2 separate regions of the Sus scrofa genome follow, and region 2 is linked to region 1. The links are chromatin contacts, called in public HiChIP or PLAC-seq maps. All regions are on one chromosome and are shown on one strand. The core of a region is the stretch at or near the end of the contact, and the rest is flanking DNA. Distances in the headings are between cores, read along the strand shown.

The links. HiChIP or PLAC-seq counts read pairs in DNA pulled down with a chosen protein or histone mark.
Region 2: a contact with region 1 is called in an H3K27ac HiChIP or PLAC-seq map of alveolar macrophages. The contact joins two enhancer-like sites. A contact is called at or near these places in 2 of 47 Hi-C or Micro-C datasets (mesenteric adipose tissue and skeletal muscle) and 2 of 2 datasets of contacts at active chromatin or transcription factors (alveolar macrophages and skeletal muscle).

What each region holds. Positions count from the first base shown.
Region 1 is chr14:65,521,751-65,527,652 of Sscrofa11.1, reverse strand. The region is part of intron 4 of ARID5B (AT-rich interactive domain-containing protein 5B); the gene reads right to left. Among named protein-coding and RNA genes, the nearest start is that of ARID5B, 120 kb to the right of the region's middle. Within about 2 kb of position 2,647, at least 3 of the 83 cell types and tissues checked have an H3K27ac peak or open chromatin away from gene starts, as enhancers often do. A contact at or near this core is called in alveolar macrophages, where this site is marked.
Region 2 is chr14:65,739,255-65,744,882 of Sscrofa11.1, reverse strand. RTKN2 (rhotekin-2) reads left to right here. Exons shown (of 13, transcript XM_021073059.1): 5 at 3,495-3,548; 6 at 4,832-4,949. Among named protein-coding and RNA genes, the nearest start is that of MIR9836, 8.6 kb to the left of the region's middle. Within about 2 kb of position 1,687, at least 3 of the 83 cell types and tissues checked have an H3K27ac peak or open chromatin away from gene starts, as enhancers often do. A contact at or near this core is called in alveolar macrophages, where this site is marked.

The sequences.
Region 1 (5,902 bases), core at 1,398-3,897:
GTGTTTGTAGCTCTTATCATGGCTTGTAATTCTGTTGTGTGCATGCATTTCTGTGCCTATATATATAGGCTTACTAGTATATATATATATGTGCTGACTAGTCACATCCTTAGACTTTAGACTTCAGGATGGCAGGAGACTCATGTCTGTTTAATTCATTAAGTCTGGCACAAGGTCTAATGCAATAACACATAATAAGTTCTCCCTAAATACATTTGTTTAATTGATGAATGGTAACCTCAACTGAAAGAAGAACAGATGGATGGATGAAGACGGGACTCTGTGTTGAGGGGAGTATCTTGCTCATTTTATAGCTAAGGAGACTGAGGCTTGACCAGGAAGCTGCATATGCATAGGGGTCAGACACTTAAAACAAAATCCACCATAACTTTGTGTGGATATTGCTGAGGATCCTAAGAAGTCTCTTACCTTTATTTAAGACACAAAAGGGGTGAAGTAGGAGAGGGCACACCACCAGCTCCACCTCTGTGTGACCTCTATCGCTATTATATTAAAATTACTATGCTAGGAGCACAGTGCTAAACACTGCCCATACATTCCCTTGCCTAATCCTTAGGACAACCATGGGAAACAGGTGTTATTCTTGTATACAAGATAAGATAACTCTGTAAAGTTAAATTAACAAAAAACAGAATGAACAAAAAAAACCAGACCAAGAATTATGGAAACCTAGGGATAAATTTCCTGAATACCTGTCATCTGTTTCCCAAAAATGAGTAGACCACAACGCTCAAAGCACTGCCTTCACTTCAAGGGCTGCGAGAAACATCACTAGAACACAGGTACTGGTTTATTCCAGACTCTTCCATAAACATATTTTATCCCATGAGTTTCAGCAATGCTGTTTCTGCATTTGTGAAATGGGCTCATGTTATTTCCCTTAAAGTCTATCTCAAAGGACTCTTGGAGGAACAAAGAAAATCATATTTACCAGCTAAATGCTACTGTGACGATTTAGAAGGGAAGTGGGGGCACTGGTGTGAAAAATTACCCACAAATCCCTCATCATCTCCAACCAAAAGTTTAGGGTCTGTGAAATTAATGGCTTTGTATTCTATAGATGATTTTGCCCACAACTCCACCAATCCCAGTAGGCTGTAAATAGCAGCTGCTCTGAGTACCTTCCCTTAGAAGTAAGACGTAAAATCTCATCAGGTTCAAGGCTATTGTCAACACAAGTGTACCAAACAATGTGCACATACCTAAGCCTTCTCTGTCCTCCTTCAGTATTTCCTTCTTCTGGTATAAAAATATGCCTCAAAATGTGGCAATGACCTGTCCGTGTGTATATAAATATGCTATTTGGTCTAGCTGGTGTAAGTAGACTGGAAAGGACTTTATGGATATATACATGGAACTCTGAAGACAGCAATATTTCTCTCAGGGCCGCTCAGTTTCATACTCTGAACAATGGCTGAAAGAGGCACTGGGGAAGAGATCCCTCACTTAAATTTAAGGAGCAAACAAATCCATCAACAGTCTGAACTAAAGGATACTTTAACAGGCATTTTTTTTTTACATTCAAATATTCAACTACCTGCTAACAAGTACTTTAATGAACACATAAGGGTGGTTCATTGTAAGGGGCATGAGCTGGCCAACATCAAGGGGCTAAAATCCTCATAACAGTCTTCTCTGAGTCATCCACCAGGTCCTGCCATAACGTACTGGGTACTTGGGAAAGGGTGGGATTCATTCTGCAGAGTGTTGAAAGTCTAGGCAAGGGAAAAAGTTCAACAGAGGCCTGTCTCCTTGGCTTGTTTCCAGTATTTCCTTGATCTAGAGACCTCATCTAAACTCTTAAGAAAAGACATGGTAAATTAGTAACACTGGTTCAATGGGTTTGGCTGCCCTGTTAATGAACAAATTCAACCTTGTATTCTAGTTATAGGAGAGCTCTGTGGATTGTTCACACTGAGGGATTTGGGAGGTTTGTTTTTTGTTTAAATTCTGAGTTAATTTCCTGGCCAGAAGGTTTTCTCCCAGCTCCTGTTATTTTAGTTCGTCACTAGACTCAGGAATATCTGCTGTGGAAAACACACTGATTTTAATATTCCTTTGATGATGGCCCTTGAATCATATTAAGCCCAGAGTCAAAGCCACAAATGAAGGATCACGGTGGCTGTGAGGCACAAGTATAGCACTGAGGTTTTCAAAGGACCCCATGCCCTAGTGGGTTAAAATAAAGCAAGAGCGCCCCTTAGCTGGAAACCCACCTGCTGTCTAAAGAACCTCCTCCACAGAATGGGTTTTAGAATCTTGAAAAAGTCGGTGTGGAGGATTATAGAGCTCAAAGGTCTAGCCCACTGGACTATACCAACACACTTAATGATATAAGCTCTGCCCATATCCCAATGAATTAATTATATTTCAGAAAAAGAAGAGGATTAGAGAACATGGTGCAGGGGAAACTGCCCTGGGGCTTTCAAGCTACTAAAATGACTACAGCATGTGAAATGTATAAGAATTGAAAAGAGGTAGGTAAGATTGGGTCTTATTTCTACTGCTCTCAAAAGGAGAAAATTACAAATCATTAATAACTTCCCTTCTCTGACTCCTCTCTCTGTTGTGTCATTTCCCAGTTACTGTAATTGTGCTGATGGTGCCAGTTTCTTAAAGGCCTGGCTATAAAGTATATGGACTCACTGTTTAACAGAACCAGGGAGCCATCAGCCCACTGGCCAGACTCTATTATACCTATGCCGTAAGTTTTGTACCGCCCCAACTTGAACCTTAAAATGCTGAAGTAAATTAACTCCTCTATCTGTTAATGGAGACATAAACATCGCATCACACCCCAGAAGAGGCCAGAATGGACGTTTCTAGTTCACACAATCCAGTCCAGGGCAAAGAGAGATATTTGCCTTATCATAATCTGAATTCTCTCATTTCAGAAACCCATTCCTACAACAGAATAATATTTATAGAAAATGAAATTTGGGTTTTCAGTTCTGCCAGCTCTCTTTCATATTCAAATGCTACGTATATTCCAGAACATGTTTACAGAATTTCTCCCCTATTTCTAAATAAATACACAAAAGAAGTTCTGAAATATACACATTGTAAAGATGACTTCTCATACACCGTAATTCCCAGATGTTTTACATTCTGAATTTCTCCATAAATGAATAACATGCTAGGAAAGCAAACATGGGCTGACAGTATTTAGTCTAAGTTTTTTTGAACGGTATAACATGTGTAGCTAAAAATAATTTTCAATAACTATATTACACTATCAGGAGTTATTAAAGAACTGAAAATGAGCATTTGTAGGGTTTGCACTGATTCTCCTAAATATGGGCTTCTGGATGGTTTCCATTGTTTGGGGTTTCTCACAACCACATGGCCTCAACAACTTTCCTCTTCTATCTTCTGAGTTTTACATATATATATATATATTTTCATGTGACAAACCCATGATCCCAGTTCACTGCCACAAGTGCTCATTAACAAGCCTCACAGCCCCACAGTCAGTTTTGCGAGCTTTGAACCAGTTCCAGAACGAGGGCTACAGCAAATGGCAGCCTGGCCTTTTCACTTCTTCCACTTCTTACATTTTAAAAAAAAATTCAAAAAAAAAAAAAAAAACCCACCTCCCAATAACTGCTCCTTTCATACCTTTTATCTCCTTTATAAATTGGTAATATTCACTCATTAAATCTCAAACTTTGCTACATTCTTATGTAATGCTTTAATTCTCTTCTTCTCTGGGGTTGGCTTGTGAAATGTCTTTAATTAAAAAAGCTAAAAACACTCTAAATCTGGATGGCAGACTCATTTCCAGGGCATTCAGGCATGTTGTCTAATTTTAAAACTCCGACAGGATACATGTAAATTTATGCAAGTTTCATAAAAGTCACAATTTCCTCCTTGAAATCAAGCTAAAGAAAATGCCCCCAAGCTCTTTTCAAAAGCTGTTTGTTTTACTGGAAAGCTCATTTTGCCCATTGTGTTGGAGGTGATTATTCTCAAGAATATCCAATGTCAGAGTCCCATCAATCCACCAGGAATTAAGGAGTTCTATTTCCCTACTATTGATCAAATAGGCTCTTTGATCACTATTTTATGACTCTTAAACACAGATGGGGGAGGGGAGGGAGAAATATTATCATGCAAATTATTTTGGTAGACAGTAATTAAGAAATTATATGTTAAGAAAATCAGTCATTGTTCACATGAGTCATTAATGTGTTTTCATTCTTTGTAAAACTTTCTGGCACGCCCTTCCTTTCTTGCTTTAAATAAGCAAGGACTGGAAAATATGCATAGTATTTGGAACCCAGGGAGTGACATATTAATTCAAAGTTTGCTTGGAAGTGTAGCTTTGTGGAAACTCAAATGTGTTCCCATCCTTTTTGTTTCTACCCCTCTTCACCCAAGACTTCTCTCCAGATTATTGAATATTGGGGTGGTAAGTCTCTTTGTACTATCAGCTTCTCCAGTTAGGCTTTTTTTTTTTTTTTTTTTTTTTTGTCTTTTTGTCTTTTTGTCTTTTTAGGGCCGCACCCACAGTACATGGAGGTTCCCAGGCTAGGGATCTAATCGGAGCTACAGCTAACTGGCCTGCACCACAGCCGCAGCCACAGCCACAGCCACGCCAGATCTGAGCTGTGTATGTGACCTACACCAGAACGCACGGCAACGCCAGATCCTTAACCCACTGAGCAAAGCCAGGGGTGGAACCGGCAACCTTATGGTTCGTAGTCTGATTCGTTTCCTCTGCACCACAATAGGAACTCCCAGGTTTTTGTGGGTTCTTTTGGCCAATCCCGTGGCATGCAGGAGTTCCCAGTTCCCAGGCCAGGGATTGAACCCTGAACCACAGCAGTAACCAGAGCCACAGCAGTGAAAATGCCGGATCCTTAACCCACTGAGCCACCAGAGAACTCCTCTAGGGGGCAGCCTCTTTGAACAGTGAGGCAGGGTCTTCTCTGGGCTATGCTCTTCTCATGCCCAGAAGACCCAGTGCTTAGGAAATCTATAAGAAAATCCACAAAATGGGGGAATCAAAACCAGTTCAGCCATCATGGGCAATTAACCAATCTTTGCTAATTCTGTTGCTCCCCAGAAGCAAATCTTCACTTTGAATTAGACCTCTGCCAAAATTGGTTTTGAAAACATCTTAAATCCACAGGAAAGAGACCAAGAGCAAATGATGGAAGGCTGAGACTGGCTCCCTCATGGATTGGGACGCCTTCTAATGAACTCAGGTTAGCTTACAAATCACCAATCCCTAAAAGAGTACAAACTAAAATTACATTTGTTTTTATTGAAAGACAGCCTCAAGTGCTGACATGTAGTGTATGACATGTGATACATAATAATACTCTTAAACCAGTTCTGACATAATATCTCCGGCGGCCTAATAACCACAAACGATTACTTTAGTTAAGAACTAGCCAGAAGCAAAATAGATCCATGTAAAAGTAGCTTGAACCATAAATACCTCAACAATATTTTATGTCACTTTGTAAAAGTTAAAGAAGTCTTATAATAATTAACAACACAAACGCCATGCTCTTGACTATTGTGTGTTGCTTGTGAAAGGTTATTTCATGGTCCCGAGGCTGCCAGTGCTGTAAATTAATGCAGGCACCGAGAAGCATTAAGGAGAAATAATAGCAATTTAAACGAAGGCTGACGTAATTCATGATAAACAGTCATTGGAAAATATTACAATGTTGTCTTTTTTGAGTGGGTTTAATCAGAAGAATGTGACCATATTCTAATATAAACCACTTCTCTTTTCCATTGTGCTAGCACTTGGAATGTTGGCACTCACCCTAGCTAAGGTTCTGATTCACAATAATTGCTGAATGCAGAGCCCTAACACCTCCAGGGAACTTAACAATGTAAATTTAGTATTCCGATTGATGGAAGG
Region 2 (5,628 bases), core at 438-2,937, 220 kb before region 1:
TCAGTTCTAGTAGTTTTTGTGTGGCATCTAGGGGTTTTTATTTATATATAGTATGTCATTTGTATATAATGACGGTTTTACCTCTTCTCTTCCAATTTGGATACCTTTCATTTCTTTTTCTTGTTTGATTGCTGTGGCTAGGACTTCCTATACTACATTGAATAGAAGCATTGAAGTACGCATCTTGGTCTTGTCCTAGATTTTAGTGAGAAAGCTTTAGACTTTTTACCATTGAGTATATGTTGGCTATAGTTTTATCATAAGTGGCTTTTATTATGTTGAGATATGTTCCTTTTACTTACTTTGGTGAGTTTTTATCATGAATGGATGTTGAATTTTATCAAATGCTTTTTCTGCATCTATTGAGATGATCATGCGGTTTTTGTCCTCTCTTTTGTTGATGTGGTATATGACATTGATTGGTTTTTTCCATGTTGAACTATTCTTGTGACCCTGGGATGAATCCCACTTGGTCATGGTATATCATCTTTTTTATTTGTTGTTGGAATCAATTTGCTTATATTTTGTTTAGAATTTTTGCCTCTATATTCATCAACGATATTGGCCTTAATTTTCTTTTTTGGTAGTGTGTTTGTCTGGTTTTTGTATCAAAGTGATGGTGGCTTCATAGAATAATTTTGGGAGTGTTCCCTCCTTGCCAGTCTTTTAGAAGAGTTTGAGTTAAGTTCTTTGTATTTTTGGCAGAATCCCCCAGTGAAGCCATCCAATCTTGGACTTTTGTTTGCAGGGATGTTTTATTTATTAACCTGTTTGTTTATTACAGATTCTATTTCATTTCTAGTGATTGGTTTGTTCAAATTACCTATTTCTTCTTGATTCAGTTTTGGTGGACTTGTGAGTGTAGCGGGTTAATGATCCAGTTTGTCTGTGGTGTTGCCAGTTCGATCCCCATCCTGGCACAGTGGGTTAAGGATCTGGTGTTGCTGCAGCTATGGCTTGGATTCAATCCCTGACCTGGAAATTTACATATGCTGTAGAAGTGGCTGAAAAAGGAAAAACAAACAAACAAACCCAGTTTTGGTGGGTTTTATGTTTCTAGAAAGTCACCCACTTCTTTTAGGTTTTCCAGTTTGTTGGCATATAATTGTTCATAATTATTCTCTTACAGTTTTTTTTTTTATTTCTTCAGTTTGGTTGTTTTGTTTGAGTCCTCTGTCTTTTCTTCTTGGTGAGCCTGGCCAGAGGTTTGTCAATTTTGTTTACCCTTTCAAAAAACCAGCTCTTGGTTATATTGATTTCTTCCATTGTTTTTTCTCTTTTACTTATTTACTCTCAGATCATTATCATTTTCTTCTTTCTGCTGACTTTAGACTTGTTCTTCTTTTTCTAATTCTTGTAGGTAGTATGTTAGGTTGTTTACTTGAGATTTTTCTTGCTTTTTGAGGAAGGCCTATATTGCTATGAACTTCCTTCTTAGGACTGCTTTTGATACGTCCCATAGATTTTTGTATGGTTGTGTTTTCACAGTCAGTTAGACCCAATTGATAATTTTAGAACATTTCATCCATAAAACCCAGAGCATACATTTTTTTTTTCAAGTGAACGTGGAGCATTCTCTAGGAGACGACGTACCAGGACGCAAAACAAGCCTTAAGAAATTTAAGAGGATAGGAACTATTTGATGCATCTTTTCTGACCACTTCAGCATGAAACTAGAAATAAACCATAAAAAGGGAAATGAGAAAAAAAAACCCCAAACCCCATGAAAACCACTATATGCGGACTACACAACATCTTACTAAAAAACTATTGGGTCAGTGATGAAATCAAAGAGGAAATTGAAAAGTACTTTGAGACAAATGACAAAACATAACCATGAATTGGCAAATATATTTTAAAAATTGTTATCAGATGTGTGTAAAGGGTTTTTAGCTTGGCACATGGGGAGAGCTCTGTAAGTAATATTATTATTTTTTTTACCAAAAGTGCTAAGGCACCAGTGGGAAGAGCACACATACATTCCTACCTAGTTGGGCAGGTTAGGGATGAAGGAGTAATGTAAAGCTATTCTAGAAAGGAAATTGGACACAGGCACTCAGAACCTTAGAAAGAATTCTAAACAAATAGAAATGTAGACAAAAGATTATGGGATCTAAAGGTGAAGCACAATGTAAAGGTAGCCAACTATTTATGTTCATAAAGATTTGTAATTATTTGAAAGTGGCATAATTGGATATGAAAACTGCACTTAAACTTCCTAAGTGTAGTAGGGAAGTGTCTTAGATAAGAAATTTTCCACAAGGGCTTGAGTCGTTGATACAGTTTTCATTCTGAGTAACTAAAACTAACTTTACTTTACCATTGAGATCTCTGCTGTGCTGTATTATGCTGCGATCACACATCTTAATCTATTAGTAGAATCTAAATCCTTTAACTTGGAAATTAGCATAGGCATGTCAGAGGGAAATTGTTACTGCATAATGTTAACCTAATATTAAATGGAAGAATAGAGGAAACTAGAAAGGAAAAATTTTGACTGTGTCAAAGCTCTAGATTAATTTGTGGAATAAAGATCATTAACGCAATCACTTTAGAGTTTGAAGAATGTGTGAATGAAAAGAATGTGTTTAGAATATTTTCAGAATGTATGTTCTTTTTTTGACCTGAAAGAAGCAATGTATTCCTCTTTTTCACTTTTATTTTTTAAGGGAAATGTTACAGTTTGTAACACGAATATACAAAGATCTGTAAATTCTTTTGTAGACAAAGAAAATCTTAATGGAAAGGTCTTGGATTTTTTCGTCTAGGCTGGGTTTCTCCCAGAAACCAATAATCTTAGGCAATTCACTTAATTTTCTTCATCTTTAAAAAGTTTTCTTTCCTTCCTTCCTTCCTTCCTTCCTTCCTTCCTTCCTTCCTTCCTTCCTTTCTTTCTTTCTTTCTTTTTCTCTTTTTCTTTCTTTCAAGGGCCACAGGTGCAACATATAGAAGTTTCCAGGCTAGGGGTCAAATTGGAGCTACAGCTGCCAGCCTACGCTACAACCACAGTAATGCACGATCTGAGCCATGTCTGTCACAATGGGAACACCTAAAGTTTTCATAGTGGATAAAAGTTCTAAGGTTCTTTCTACCTCTGTGATTCTATGATTTTGAAGTGTATTTAACTACATTTGCTGCTGCTGCATACCCAACATAAAAATTCAACACTGAGTTCCTCATAATTCACCTATTTCAAAAACAAATCACAAAATGAAAAAGTTTCAGCATAAGCTTATTACAGATCTTAATAACTTAGTTTCTTAAGTAATGGTAGGTTTTTTTTAAGTATATTATTTAAGTGAGTATTACGGATTTTATATTCCCAGTCTAAGCTGTTTTTAAGAGAAAATGTCACTGTGTTAGAAAATTTAAATAATAAATAAATATTAGCTTTAATGGTCAGAATCCATTATGGAATTCATAGGTTTATTTCACTCTTAGCAATGAAATTTGCCAAAATTATTATTGTCATTTCTTTTTCCCTGCTTTTATAGATATTCGTATACCACTAATGTGGAAAGACTCTGATCACTTCAGCAATAAAGAACGTATGTATAATTTTTAATTGTAATAGAAATGTTTTCTTTTGTATATTGTAAATATTTGATTATTGGGAGAAAAAGTTGCTTCCACGCTGAAATAAATTGATGTTATTTGCCATAATAAGTAGCATCTTGTTGATAGGAACCAGTACAGGATAATGAGTAACAGGTAATAGGGAAGGAAAATGTGGAATAAAAGGAAATGTTGAAGGAGTAAATGTAAAGGCAACATTATTTGACCAGAATTCTTGGAGAGCTTTTTTCTGCCTTGTTTTGTTTACCTCAGATTATTTAACAAGATGTAAGAGGGAAAGATTTTTTAGCTCCATCTGATTTTTTTTTCCCCTTTAGCATTTTATGGCTTTATTTGGTCTTAAAAAAATCCATGCATTGCTTAAGTCATGAAAATTAACCTCATGTGATTTCTAGCTGTACAGCAGAAAAGATGTAACAATCCTTTATCTTTCTTGTCTGCTGTGATAGCTTTGTTCTTCATACTTTAAAAACTGAATCAGATTGAGCATAATTAGTTTTATATGAAGAATCCAAAATCAAGTTAGTATATTTGTTATTCAATTAGAAAATATAGTTTACTTTACAAAAGAATGCATGTGGGAATTAAGTACATCTTTCTGGTTACTATGCAGAATTAAGTTTTTTTGAAGAGCTACTTTTTCTCAGTAATAAGGATTTAGTCCTTTAATTACCTAATACTTTTTAAAAAAATCATCAAATTAAAAGGCCCAGCAGCTATGGTTTTTGTGTTCATGTCTACTTTTTATTGTTTTTGTGGTTTCCTCCCTTGCCGTTAGCTTGGTGGAAAATGTTTTGCTGTTACTGGGCCTGCTCTTAACCTCTTACAATAGAAAACTTATTTTTCTTAAATATATGTGGAAACCAAAATGACAAGGGTAATAGTATATATAGAATAATAAAGTTGCAATTAATTAAAGCTTAAAGAATTTTCTAGGAGTAAAATTTATGAGTTGGGTGCTTGCTTTAGGCTGCTGAGCAGCCTATATTTTTAACTTTATTTTTTGATACTCTCTAGTTTAATTGTTGTATTCTGGTTGGGTAAGATATTAACATAGGCTGACAAAATAGTCTCTATAAAAAGTTAAAGAATCACAATGTACAGTGTATGAAAATAAGACTCTATTAGCAAATATTTAGGATTTAAAATTTTTGTTAATATTTAATTAATTTTTTAAAATTTTCAAGTAGATTGTAACATAGTGTAAGCAGGACATCACATGGATCATTGCCTTAATGCTATTTTTCTTCTCTAGGATCACAGCGCTATGCCATTTTTTGTTTATTCAAAATGGGAGCTGAAGTTTTTGATTCTGACATGGTGATTGTAGATAAAACAATCACAGATATATGTTTTGAAAATGTAACTGTGTTGTAAGTATTTTTTAATCTTCATTGAATGAAAATAATCTAAAATTCTACTTTTTTTCAAAGAAAGACAGAACTCTTAGATTATTTTTGAAGCAATAAAATCTTTAAATGTTTAAATTGACCTTGAACATTGCATTATTCAAAAGAAGCCCATTTCTGCATTTAAAATTTTCCGGTGTAAAATAAAATGGAAATCATGTAAAATTAGTGGTAAAGCTATGAATACAATGAAATTTCATTATGACATTATTTTATAGAGAGTGTATTTGAGCATAAAACAGGTCCTTATATCTCATATAGAGTATTTAGTTTCAGAAATACTAAAATAGTATAACAACTCTATAAGGTAGTCCTGAAATAATGTACTGTAGAAAAAGCACTTTAGTAAAATTTCAAGATGTTCTTTTTCTTATGGTGTTCTTCTTTCATGTACTCCAAAACAATAAAAAATTGGGTGATCCTCAGGGCTGTTTTTATTGCCCTTGCTCTTTTACAGGCTCATTTTATTGTGGTCATAATACAGAACCAGAAAGAACTCCTCAGGTAGCCATAGAAATCATTTTTAACTAACATAAGTTTTTCCTGGCCTTTTTTTCTATTGGCCTAAATCAGTGTGTGATTGTATTTCTTACAAGGTTTCAAAGACAGTGTCTTTTTATCTAAATATTAAGAGCCACCTAAC